Linked DNA regions of Mus musculus: regions 2 and 3 are each linked to region 1. A link is a contact called in public promoter capture Hi-C data. All regions are on one chromosome and are shown on one strand. Each heading gives the region's core, a stretch centred on a gene start, on an enhancer-like site or on the middle of the called end of the contact. The rest is flanking DNA. Distances are from core to core; before and after follow the strand shown. Region 1 holds the start of Cdc14b (CDC14 cell division cycle 14B). Region 2 overlaps Fbp1 (fructose bisphosphatase 1). Region 3 holds the start of Zfp369 (zinc finger protein 369).

What was found. Promoter capture Hi-C pulls out the DNA fragments that hold promoters and counts their contacts.
Region 2: a promoter capture Hi-C map of pre-B cells shows a contact between it and region 1, with 4 times the contacts expected there. The contact joins the enhancer-like site here to the promoter of Cdc14b in region 1. A contact is called at or near these places in 6 of 39 promoter capture datasets (cranial neural crest, hippocampal neurons, liver and 2 more).
Region 3: a contact with region 1 is called in a promoter capture Hi-C map of pre-B cells. The contact joins the promoter of Zfp369 here to the promoter of Cdc14b in region 1. A contact is called at or near these places in 13 of 39 promoter capture datasets (the 3T3-L1 cell line, cranial neural crest, embryonic stem cells and 8 more), 3 of 115 datasets of contacts at active chromatin or transcription factors (bone marrow-derived dendritic cells, bone marrow-derived macrophages and stem cell-derived neural progenitor cells) and 1 of 9 other capture datasets (adipose tissue).

What each region holds. Positions count from the first base shown.
Region 1 is chr13:64,273,072-64,276,575 of GRCm38.p6, reverse strand. It overlaps Cdc14b (CDC14 cell division cycle 14B), which reads left to right and starts at 1,588. Exons shown (of 14, transcript NM_172587.3): 1 at 1,588-1,985. The coding sequence starts at 1,826.
Region 2 is chr13:62,878,477-62,881,980 of GRCm38.p6, reverse strand. All of the region lies in intron 1 of Fbp1 (fructose bisphosphatase 1), which reads left to right. Gm38679 (a long non-coding RNA gene) reads left to right here. Exons shown (of 3, transcript XR_873587.2): 2 at 2,213-2,279; 3 at 2,350-3,504. Among named protein-coding and RNA genes, the nearest start is that of Gm38679, 4.8 kb to the left of the region's middle. Within about 2 kb of position 1,605, at least 138 of the 459 cell types and tissues checked have an H3K27ac peak or open chromatin away from gene starts, as enhancers often do. A contact at or near this core is called in liver and pre-B cells, where this site is marked.
Region 3 is chr13:65,276,940-65,280,443 of GRCm38.p6, reverse strand. Zfp369 (zinc finger protein 369) reads right to left here and starts at 1,590. Exons shown (of 8, transcript NM_178364.5): 1 at 1,457-1,590; 2 at 1,104-1,183; 3 at 56-182. The coding sequence starts at 1,472.

The sequences.
Region 1 (3,504 bases), core at 339-2,838:
GGTTGAGTCCCAAAAGCTCAAAAAAAAAAAAAAAAAAAGGAACATACTAGACACACACACACAAGAGAGAGAGGGGGGGGAGAGAGAGAGAGAGAGAGAGAGAGAGAGGGAGAGAGAGAGAGAGAGAGAGAGAGAGAGAGAGAGAGAGAGAGAGAGAGAGAGAGAGAGAGAGAGGGAGGGAGAATCCAGTAAGGTGCCTGCAGTGGCTCACACCAGGAATCCCAGCACTGGAGAGGCAGATGCCATTTTCAGCCCAGTCTGGGCTGTGTAGTGGAACACTTTCTTCCATGTAATCCTATGGATTATAGTGGTGGTTAAAAAAAAAAAAAACAAACCAAAAAAAAAAAAACTTTTCATAAAATTTCTGATTGTGACATTTGGTGGCCCTTCTACTGTGAGTCCTTGGAACCGTGTGAAGGACTTTCTCTTCCTGGGCAAAAGTTTTTGCTAACACTACAGACATTTTAAATGTAAGGCCTTCGTTGATGTCCTATGGAAACCCGAAAGGTGAACAAGCAGGTTCTTAAGGGCCCCTGGCTAAGGAAAGCCAGTCCCATATCTTATCTTTTCCGAAGCAGCAGGCTTAAGGTAGGGCTTCAAAACAAAAGAAGCCTTCCCTAGGGGAAGGAACTTCGTGAAATCTGCATTTCTGAGAGGTTCTTTGGGGGAGGGGAGGAGGGACTGAAATTTATCCCTCTGACTCTTGACTTCCCTTTCAGACTAAATCGCTGTTGACTACAGTCCTGCCGATGGGGACTTTGGGACTACCGACTGCTTCCAGTCTCCTCGCCCAAGTAGATGCTACCGTGAAGCTGGGCTCTTCAAAATGGCAGCTATGGTCAAGTTCCAGAAAGATCTGATATCTTTTTAACCCAGTAGCAAAATATGGGGCGGTACCACTGCAGACCCAAAGGAGAAAAGGCCGTTTGCTCAGCTGGCCACATGCTCCAACACTTCGTGCTAAGTCGGACCGTGGCCACCTCGGCTACCCACAGCGAGAGCTAGCGCGCTCCTGGGTTCCGAGGTGAGGTGTCGGAAGGTTCAAACCACCGCGGTAAATCGCATCTCCAGGTGGTTTCACCGACGCTAAGAAGCCCTTATCGATCCGATCCGATCGGATAGGTGGGAAAACGGCGCTGGTCTGAACTTCTAAGTTCTGAGGTCCACTCTGCCTTGCGTCCACAGAGCTGAGGACCGTTTCAGCAGCCTACACACTCTCCTAGCAGGCGGCCATGACAAGGCTCCCTTGGCGCGAATTACAGGGGAGACCCAAGAAACACTTAAAAAAGAAAAAAATTCCATCTCAAAGATCCGAAGTGGAGTTATTAGGGTAGGGTTGTGCAGGAACTCGGAGACTCACTCGAGGAACTGGGGACTGAGGCGTCAACACCTGGACACAAGAGACAAAAGTTAGAGGGGTCCCACCAAGGGGGTCGCCAGCACGCTTTCTGCCCGATTGGCGGAAGCGCTCAGACTTTTCTTTATGGCGTCACCGAGTACCTGCCTGTAGGAAGGCTCCAGTTGCGTGACGTCACGCCGCACTGACCAATGAGCGGCCCGAGCCGGTAGGCCCCGAGGAGGGTTGTGGGCCCTTCTTTTTGTGAATGAAGCTCCACGGAACATCCCTCCTGGGGGTCCCCGGGAGCCGCGGCCCGCTGAGCTCGGACGCCACGGCAGCAGCGTCCCAGGGAGCGCGCGCTTTGCTCCAGCCACCGGCCAGCGCTGTGGGGCCCCCGGGTCGCGGGCGGCGGGAGACGCAGCGCGAGGACCCGGGCCGGGTTGCCGGGCCATGGTCGCGGTCCCCTGACGGGCCGCGACCGCCTCCATGAAGCGTAAGAGCGAGCGGCGCTCGGCTTGGGCCACCGCGCCCCCCTGCTCACGCCGCAGCTCGTCCTCCTCTCCCGGCGTGAAGAAGAGCCGCAGCTCCACGCCGCAGGAGCTGCACCGCCTGGAGCAGCAGGACGACCTGTACCTGGACATCACGGGTGAGCCCCGCCACACCCCCACGAGGCTCGCGCCTCCTCGAGCCTCTAGTCGCCCGTGCGCCCGCGGTAGCAACTTTACCGGAGATGGGCCGAGGGGTCACTCCTGCAAGTGAGTCCGGCCTCGGGAGCGGGGCGGCTCTGCCCTCGAACCCACCTCATCGCGGGATGAGCCGGCGCGGTTGTTCCCACGCGAGTCCGAGCCTCTGCTGAGTCCCGCTGGTCTTTGCTGTCCCGAGGGCCCAAAGCCTCGCTGAGCCTTAGCAACGCGTGGGATCCGGCCCGAGCCCCCGGCCGTCCGACACCCCCCCCCCGCCCCCCACGCTGTCGCGCCCTCTCAGGCCTCCTGAGGGATCTTTGCCCTCCCTCTCGTGCCTCCAGAAAGGTGTCACGTTGATGGCGTTTGAACCACCAAGCGTGCTAAGAGCTCAGAGGTGTCACTTTTGAGAAATCCCCGCCAGCCGGAGCGGGTAGAATAGCCGCTTTCGAGGGTGATTTTTTTTCTTGGTGTCTCAGTTCTTGAAGACGAAAGAAATCCGTTTTGGCAGCCGCTCGGTTTGCTGGGGTTGATAGAGAAGCCAGAGCTTTGCCTTCGTTGTACTGATGTACGTGGAAAAGCGTTGTCAGCTGCATAGCTGCCTGCGCGGTTGAAGGAAGGTGCCGCGTTTTCTGGGGCGGATGGTGTCCACCTCTTGGTGGGGTTTTTAGAAAAGGTTTCCAAGACTTGAACTTGGACTTTGCTAGGTGGGCTCTCGATTGGTGACATTTATTTATTTAGGAAGTGTTTAGACAAACAAATTTAGTAGAAAGTATATTCTAGATTAATGGGCAACTAGAAAGTAAGACCGGTTTTTAAAGGAAGCTGAGAGGAGAGGAAAGGGTTTTTTTTTTTAGCGTTTGAAGGAGGAAGACGAAGGACTTGTTTTAACTATAGCCCCTGACTAGTGTCTGCCCAGGTCTACCGGTGTGTGACCCTGAAGGAGGAGACACCCTTGCCCGGGTTCCTTCCAGAGACTTCGTGCTGGTTGAATCTGCACATTATTTCTGCTCTTTTTTTTGTATGGGGCAAACTTATTTTCGTATAGCTCTAAATTGTAAAGATACACAGAGTATACTGAGAAAACTTTGTGGCAAAGACAAAGAAGTGCCCCCTAAATGTAACAGATGTTGCCAAGTTCTCGTGAATCTTTCCAGAAATATCCTCCACTGGCACACATATGTATCTATTCTTTGCAAACCCATGCAGGATGGTATACGATTGATTTTTGCATTGCTCTGCACGGTACTTCATAGCAGAATGCTAGCCTCCAATTGATGTGTTCAAAATCTCATTTGATTTTAAATGCTTTGTAAGCCAAAGGGTGTGTGGCTTTAAAGGGTTAAACTATAAAAAATGTTTATGGATTTAAACGCGTTTATAGTTTTAAATGTTTTATGAACATTTTAGGCAGTTCTCTGTTGAATATTTAGGTGATTTTCAACAAGAAAAATTGTAAGGCTGGGTGTGGTAGCCCATGCCTTT
Region 2 (3,504 bases), core at 356-2,855, 1.4 Mb after region 1:
AGTCTTTAAAAAAAAAAAAACCTGAGTAAAATGTTGAGTTTGACAGTATAAGTAAGAGATGAGATTTACAAAGCGCTTGTTAATACTGGTTTTAGTCTGTGGACTCCAGGAAGAGGATGTTTGCTTTCCGGAGGTCTCAGAGCCGGCCCTGGTCTAAGGCTCTTGATGACACATTTTCCTCAGCTCTAACTTTTTGAGCTGAAGGCCAGATGATTGCAATAGGGCCCTAGTGAAATGTCACAGGACCTTACAGGAGCTGTTCTCTTCTTCGTGCCATTTACTTGTGATGACAATCCTGTGTCGGCTGGCCAGCCGCCCTCTTAGAATTTGTCTGCCAAAGAGATTTAGAACTGATCTCTCACCCACCCATCGACAAAAGCTTGCTTAGTGGATGCTCTGGGGAATCTGGTAAGCACGACCTTGGCTGTCATTTTAGGAAGTCAGGCGTGCCCAGGGACACATCGGTAGCCCAGGTCTGCCAAGCTCCCTGTTTCTGGCTAAGTTTATATTGATGAGCCAGGGAGTTTTAGGCAAACTGACAGAGGTCACATACTTGGTAGAAGGAACAGCGAGAATCTGAACCCAGGTCTTTGTGCTGCTGACTTTTTTCTAGGGCCTCACCTGTTCTTGAGCACGGATGTGCTAATGTTGACAGGACCAGAGATGAAGTAGGATGATAATAGTTCTTAAATGTCTGTCTAAACAGGGGTATTATTTAGAGCCTTTGGCCCCTATCAACTAATTTTCCCCCTTCCCTATGTACCATGAAGCTGATGTCTGTATCCCCACATTACAGTTGAAGGACAAGACACCAAGAGGCGTGAAGTGACTTACACAGGGCTGCTAAGCACGTAGGGGAGATGAGATTGGAATTTCCGACCTCTGGAGCTCCAGCCTGTAGCTTTGAATGTTAACCTGTGCTGCTTTGATTTTGCTCCTGGAGTTAGAGATATGAGCTGAAGGAAATACTCTTAAAAAAAAAAAAAGATTTATTTATACAAGTATACTGTAGCTGTCTTCAGACACACCAGAAGATGGCATCAGGTCCCCATTACAGATGGTTGTGAGCCACCATATGGTTGCTGGGATTAGAACTCAGGACCTCTGGAAGAGTAGTTAGTGCTCTTAACCACTGAGCCATCTCTCCAGTGCAGAAATGCTCTTTTGTTCAGGCTCAAGAACTGTAAATTCTCAGATGTGCCAGCTCTGGTAATGTCAGTTCCTTTTTTTTTTTTGTTTGTTTGTTTGTTTGTTTTTTGACAGGGTTTCTCTGTGTAGCCCTGGCTGTCCTGGAACTCACTTTGTAGACCAGGCTGGCCTCGAACTCAGAAATCCTCCTGCCTCTGACTCCTGAGTGCTGAGATTAAAGGTGTATGCCACCATGCCTCAGCTGTAAGGTCAGTTCCTTTAAGGAATTGAATTCCCCCAGCATTTACCTTACACCCCGGAAGCCCCAGTTCCGGCATCAGATCTCACCAGAAACAAAGCAGGCTGCCACTTCCTCAGGAAGAGGCCTGCACAAAAAGAGTAGTTCCTGGGCTGGCCCAGCCAGCCAAGACATGACACAGAGATTTCAAAAGAGATAAGTCACTGTGTTGTGCTGGTCACTGTTATCTTTTCTAGTCTCAGATTTCCTAACCCTGACTGGGCTATATGCAAATGTACTGGGGCTTGATCTTAGAACCTTTTGTATGCTAAAGCATGCGGAGCACATGCCCAGGCCTTGCCAGAAACCTTTGAATGCCAGCTATAACCCACGCATATCTGAAATGCAGATTTAATGAGCTTGACACCCCAGGTTCAGGGTTCAGGGTCCCGGTATGCGGGCAGGTTGTCTGTGACTGGGTTGGGCACTTACATTCTATTGCCCACATTAGTAGCCAGTGGTGCTCAGGCCTGGGCAGGCACCCCACCGTTTTGCGTTCTGCCCACTGCTTCCTGGGGAGTCCTCCAGCTGTTTCCTCTTTCATAACCACTGTGCTTTGACATTTGTCCTTTGAGACCCAACAAAAGGGAGCTGGGGAACAGCTTGTTGCCTTTGTTTTCTGAAGTAACTCCCATTAGGACAAGCTTCCCCTGCAGTGAGGGAGCCATGGCCTCTTGGAAGGCTGGTACTGACTTGAGTTATCCTGGGAGGCTGCAGAAGGGGCTGGGCCCGGCTGAGGCCCTTGCTATCTTCATTCTCTGTGCTCACATCTCTCATTGGTAGCAGGGCCCAGCTGGCCTCAGAAAAAGCTTCTATGGTCAGGAAAACCCTGATCTGGTCCCGGAGAACCAAGGTGAGCCCGGTGGTGTGTGAGGGGCTTTGTCCCACGGAGGGCAGCTGGTGACTTCCCCTCCCGTTTACAGATGCTGGTGTGGAAGCTCCCTGCAGAACTTGGAGGCCCTCCCTCCCACTCCCAAGTCCTCCTGAAGTGTGCCTGAAGCTCGAGAGGTCACACTGGTTCAGTGGGTCAGACAGGCTCCAAGAGCCACACGGGTTGTGGAGACCCCTGCTTCTTTACCTTACAATGCTTGAGGAACTTTGACTGATGCTCTGCAGAGACTCATGGTTTCTGAAGGAGAGGTTGTGGGTGCAGATCTGAAATTGTGTGGAGAAGGTAAACTCCATGTGTGTGATGATTAATTTTCTTTCTTTTTCCAATAATTTATTTTTATTTACTTTATATCCCTATCACAACCTCTTCCCTTCTCTCCTTCTAATCCTACCCTTACAAATTTCTCCTCCCATTGTTCCCTACTCTTCTAAGAGAAGGGGGATCCCCCTTGGGTACCACTCCACTCTGGGACATCTAGACATCCTCTCCCACTGAGTCCAAACTATGAAGTCTAGGTAGGGGGAAGGGGATCCAATGGAAGGAACAGAGACCAAGACAGCCCCCACTCCACTTGTTAGGGATCCTACATGAACACCAAGCTGCAAATTTGCTACAAATGTGTAGGGGAGCTATGTCCAGTTCCCTGGCTGGTGGTTCAGTCTCTGTGAGCCCCCAGTGGCCCAAGTTAGTTGACTCCGTAGGTCTTCTTGTGGTGTCCTTGACCCCTCCAACTTGTTCATTTTCTATCCCTCAGTCTTGTACAAGACTCCCCAAGCTCTGCCTGTTATTTGGTTGTAGGTCTGTTGCCTCTGTTTCCATCTGCTGTTGGATGAAGCCTCTCAGAAGGCAGTTATGCGAGGCTCCTGTCTGCAAGCATAGCAGAGGGTCATTAATAGTGTCGGGTGTTAGCGCTCTCACATGGGATGTGTCTCAAGTTGGGGCAGTCATCCATTGGCTGTTCCCTCAGCCTTTGCTCCATCTTTATCCCTGCACACCTTGTAGGCAAGACAGATTTGGGGTTGAAGGTTTTGTGGGTGGATTGCTGTCTCTCTCCCTCCTCTGGAAGTCCTGCTTCACACCAGGAGGTGTCCACTTCAGTCTATATCCCCCTCTGGTAGGAATTTCAGCTACCCTTCCCCCAGTAGGCTCCCCTGTCCCAGGTCTCTTTGGCAGCAAAAAGGAGCTC
Region 3 (3,504 bases), core at 341-2,840, 1.0 Mb before region 1:
AAAAGCGTGCTGCACCCACCCAAACAAGTGTTTATTAAAGTGGAGCCTGGCTTACCTACTGAAATCATGTTATTGAGGTTCTCCATCATGATTTCCCTGTACAGGCACTTCTGTTGGCGATCTAGCAGTGCCCACTCTTCCTCGGTAAATCTCAGTGATACATCTTCAAACTTCACAGATTCCTAAAAGCCATAAGATGCAGTTCAGCCGCAGGTTTTCCTCTTCCATGGTGTCAGAAAAATAGAAAGGCTGAGCAAGATGACCCAGCTACATTTTACTTATCTCATGTTCCTTTGTCTGAATCCTTGAGCAAATCGGTCTGACACTAATCAGGGGACAAGTGAGACTGTGGTCTATGAAAACCTGTTCATTTCTCACTAACCAGGGGATAGGACTGTTGGCTCCCATCTATACCTCTTTTCTTGTTTTTGAATTATCACTTCTTTAAAGTAGCTGCTGAAAACTAAACATGAGCCTCTTATCTTCTAACACCTGTCAGTTTCTCTCAACCAGATCCCCAGCTTTTGTTGTTGTTGTTGTTGTTCTGTCGAGATAGGGTTTCTCTGTATAGCCCTGGCTGTCCTGGAACTCACTCTGTAGACCAGGCTGGCCTCAAACTCAGAAATCGGGCCTGCCTCTGCCTCCCAAGTGCTGGGATTAAAGGCTTGTGCCACCAAAGCCTGGCCAGATCCCCAGCTTTAAAAAAAAAAAAAAAAAAAGTTGAAAAGGACTGGTGAGATGGCTCAGTGGGTAAAGGCTACCAAGCCTGAGTTTGATTGATCTCCAGGACTCATGTTGAAAGAAGGGTAGCAATCCGGAAAGGTGCCCACAAGCAGGCAATAGCACACATGTGCATACCCACACACAAAATAAATGTAATAGAAACATTTTTTGTTTTTGAATTGAAAAGCTTCAATCTGGCTTGCCTCAATCTGGCTTGCCAGTTCCAGTTCAGAAATCGGTTTGTTTGTTTCTTCTATTCTAACCCCCCTCTTGGGCAGTCCTTCAACTCCTCCCGTAACTCTAGGGTATTTGAGAGCAAACATCTCACCACTAGCCGGCCCCTGAGCCGTCACAAAAGCTGAAAAGAAGCCTTTACTCACATGGGGCCAGGTTGTTGGAAGCGTGGAAGCCATACTGTCCTCAGTGTTCTCTAGCGGTAGGAGGCAGAATGCTGATCGTCCTGAAGGTGGAAGAGGCACTAAGGAATGTGCCCAGTGGCTCCCCCACTTCTGCCCATATTCCGACCTCTGCAGGACATAACCAGTCCGCCCCAAAATTGCCAAGTGCCCAGTGAGTCCTCTCCCCGACTCCCATAAGCTTACAAAACAGGTTCCCCTCTAACCGAGAGGGGATGGTTGATGTCCTCCAATCCAGAATGCGGTCGGTTTTCTTAAACCGTGTTCCCCATCTAGAACGGGATGCCTCCTCAGGATCCGGACCCACGACTACACACCTTCTCCGGGGTCCATAGAAGTGGAGCCACTAACGAAGCCGACACTGGACTCCGGAGGCTGCAAATGAAACAGAAGATAGGAGTTGTCCCCGACGGGCTTTCACGCAGCGTTACGAGTGCTTGCGATAAACACAATGGCTCTTGCCTGTCGGTCTAGCCCCTGAGTCGGCTCGCTGGTCCGGACTACAACTCCCAGGCGCCCCCGCGGACGTCGAGCGGCGGCAATCTGTTGGCGTCCTTCCTGTTGGCAGGCTAAGCCGAAGTCCGTAAGCGTCTGCTACTGGCTGCTAAAGAACTAGGATGAAGCCTTTGAAGGAGGCTACTAAGATGCTAAGCATCTCCGTGGACAGAGACCGAGACTAGGAGGGAGTCGAACCCACTAACAGGAGCAAATGAACTTGGACAAACCGGAAGAAGTGCTGGTGTTAGATCGGCTGGGGGATGCTCGCCTTGTAGCAGAGTAAGGAGGGCGGAAGGAGGGCGGAAGGAGGGGACACACAGAATACACAGCTCGACTAGTGTAGAGGGGAGGGACCCGGATGGGGACTGGCTGTGGGTCGAAGGCAAGAGAAGACAAAGTCATTTAACCGAGTTTCCTTAGGGGAAGGAGAAAAGAATGCAATCGTGCTGTAGTTTCAGCGGTGTCCTTAAAGGGAGAGGAAGAAAGGACTAAACCGTAGAAACAGAAAGCCATTAGGCATTGGAATTAAAATTTTACTCGTTTCTATGAGAGGACAGGCGTTTGCGTCCAGATCTGTAGAGTGAGCAGGGTTGTATGGTTTAGGCAGGGTTGTATGGTCTTACAACGTTTAGGTGGTAAGTGTGGAGACCTGGTGGACTTGAAGGATATGGTAGGCTACACTAAATGTCCTCTCCAGTTTTCCCCAGCAGAGGAAGGGATGTAGTGAAAATTCTAGAATTTTGGTTTCTTGAAAAAAAAAAAAACCAAATATTATAAGAAGGTGCTTTTATTTTGATTCCGGGTATAGGGACGTAGGGCTGCTTCCGACTGCCTGAAGCAACTGACCATGATTTATTTGCCTTGTGCTCTAGCAGAATCGCGGTTCTGTCTGCAGCAGAGTTTTGGTAATTGTGTTATATTTGGAACTCTGGGAACTTTTCAGAGGGTATATAAATGTTAGAGCCCGATAGGCTGGGGGCTGGGGTGGGCCAGTTGTTGGTTGTATAGGGAGGAGGTTGGTTGTAGTTTGTTAGTAGCTGAGGCCAAAGGAGAAGCAAGAGAAAAGAAATCAGATTCGGGGATCTTCCTAATCACTCTCTCCCCTCTACTCTTGTTCCTTTCCTGTCTAGTGTTAGGGGGTAGAAAGGGGGGTAAGGATAATAATGGGAGGAAAAAGAGAACCGACAAAGTAGCAAAGACCAGTTACAAAGGGACACGGAGGATCAGAGATGTATGAGGAGAATTAAAATTACCCTCAGTCCCAGGGAGGCTAACTGTAAATATCCATGCATATGGAGAGCTCTTAGGGCAGCTTCTAGGAATTTGGCAGAAATTTGACATTAGACTAGAACACAGAAGTAGGCTCAGGCAAGAATTTGACTTTGGGCTAGGACAAGAAAGTAGGCTCAAGATCTTGATCATCTTGTAAGTCCCTGAATACCACGGGACCTTGTTTATTGCCTTGTTTGTTCCTTGACTGAAAACTGACCTTATTCTCTGCATGTACTTAGAATGGCATAAAAACAGACTGGAGAAAAATAAACCCACTTCAGCCTCTGCACAGGTTTGAGTGGTATTAAGTCTAATTGTCTTTTTCTTTTCAATCCTCACTCCCTCCCTTGAGACCCTGTTGACTGACTGAGCTGGCTTGATCACACACAGGGATTCATTTGTACGATACACATCAAGAGGATGTGGGTTCTGGTAATGCCAGTTATTAGGTAACCTGTGACTAGGTTTGTTCCTATTGGCAGATTAGATTGGGGGAACCTGAAGTCTGCCCCTGATCATAATTTGGTATGTTTGTAACTCTAGACAGCTCAGAACAACAAAGAATTCTGTTGTGTTCCTTATACTGTCTAGTATT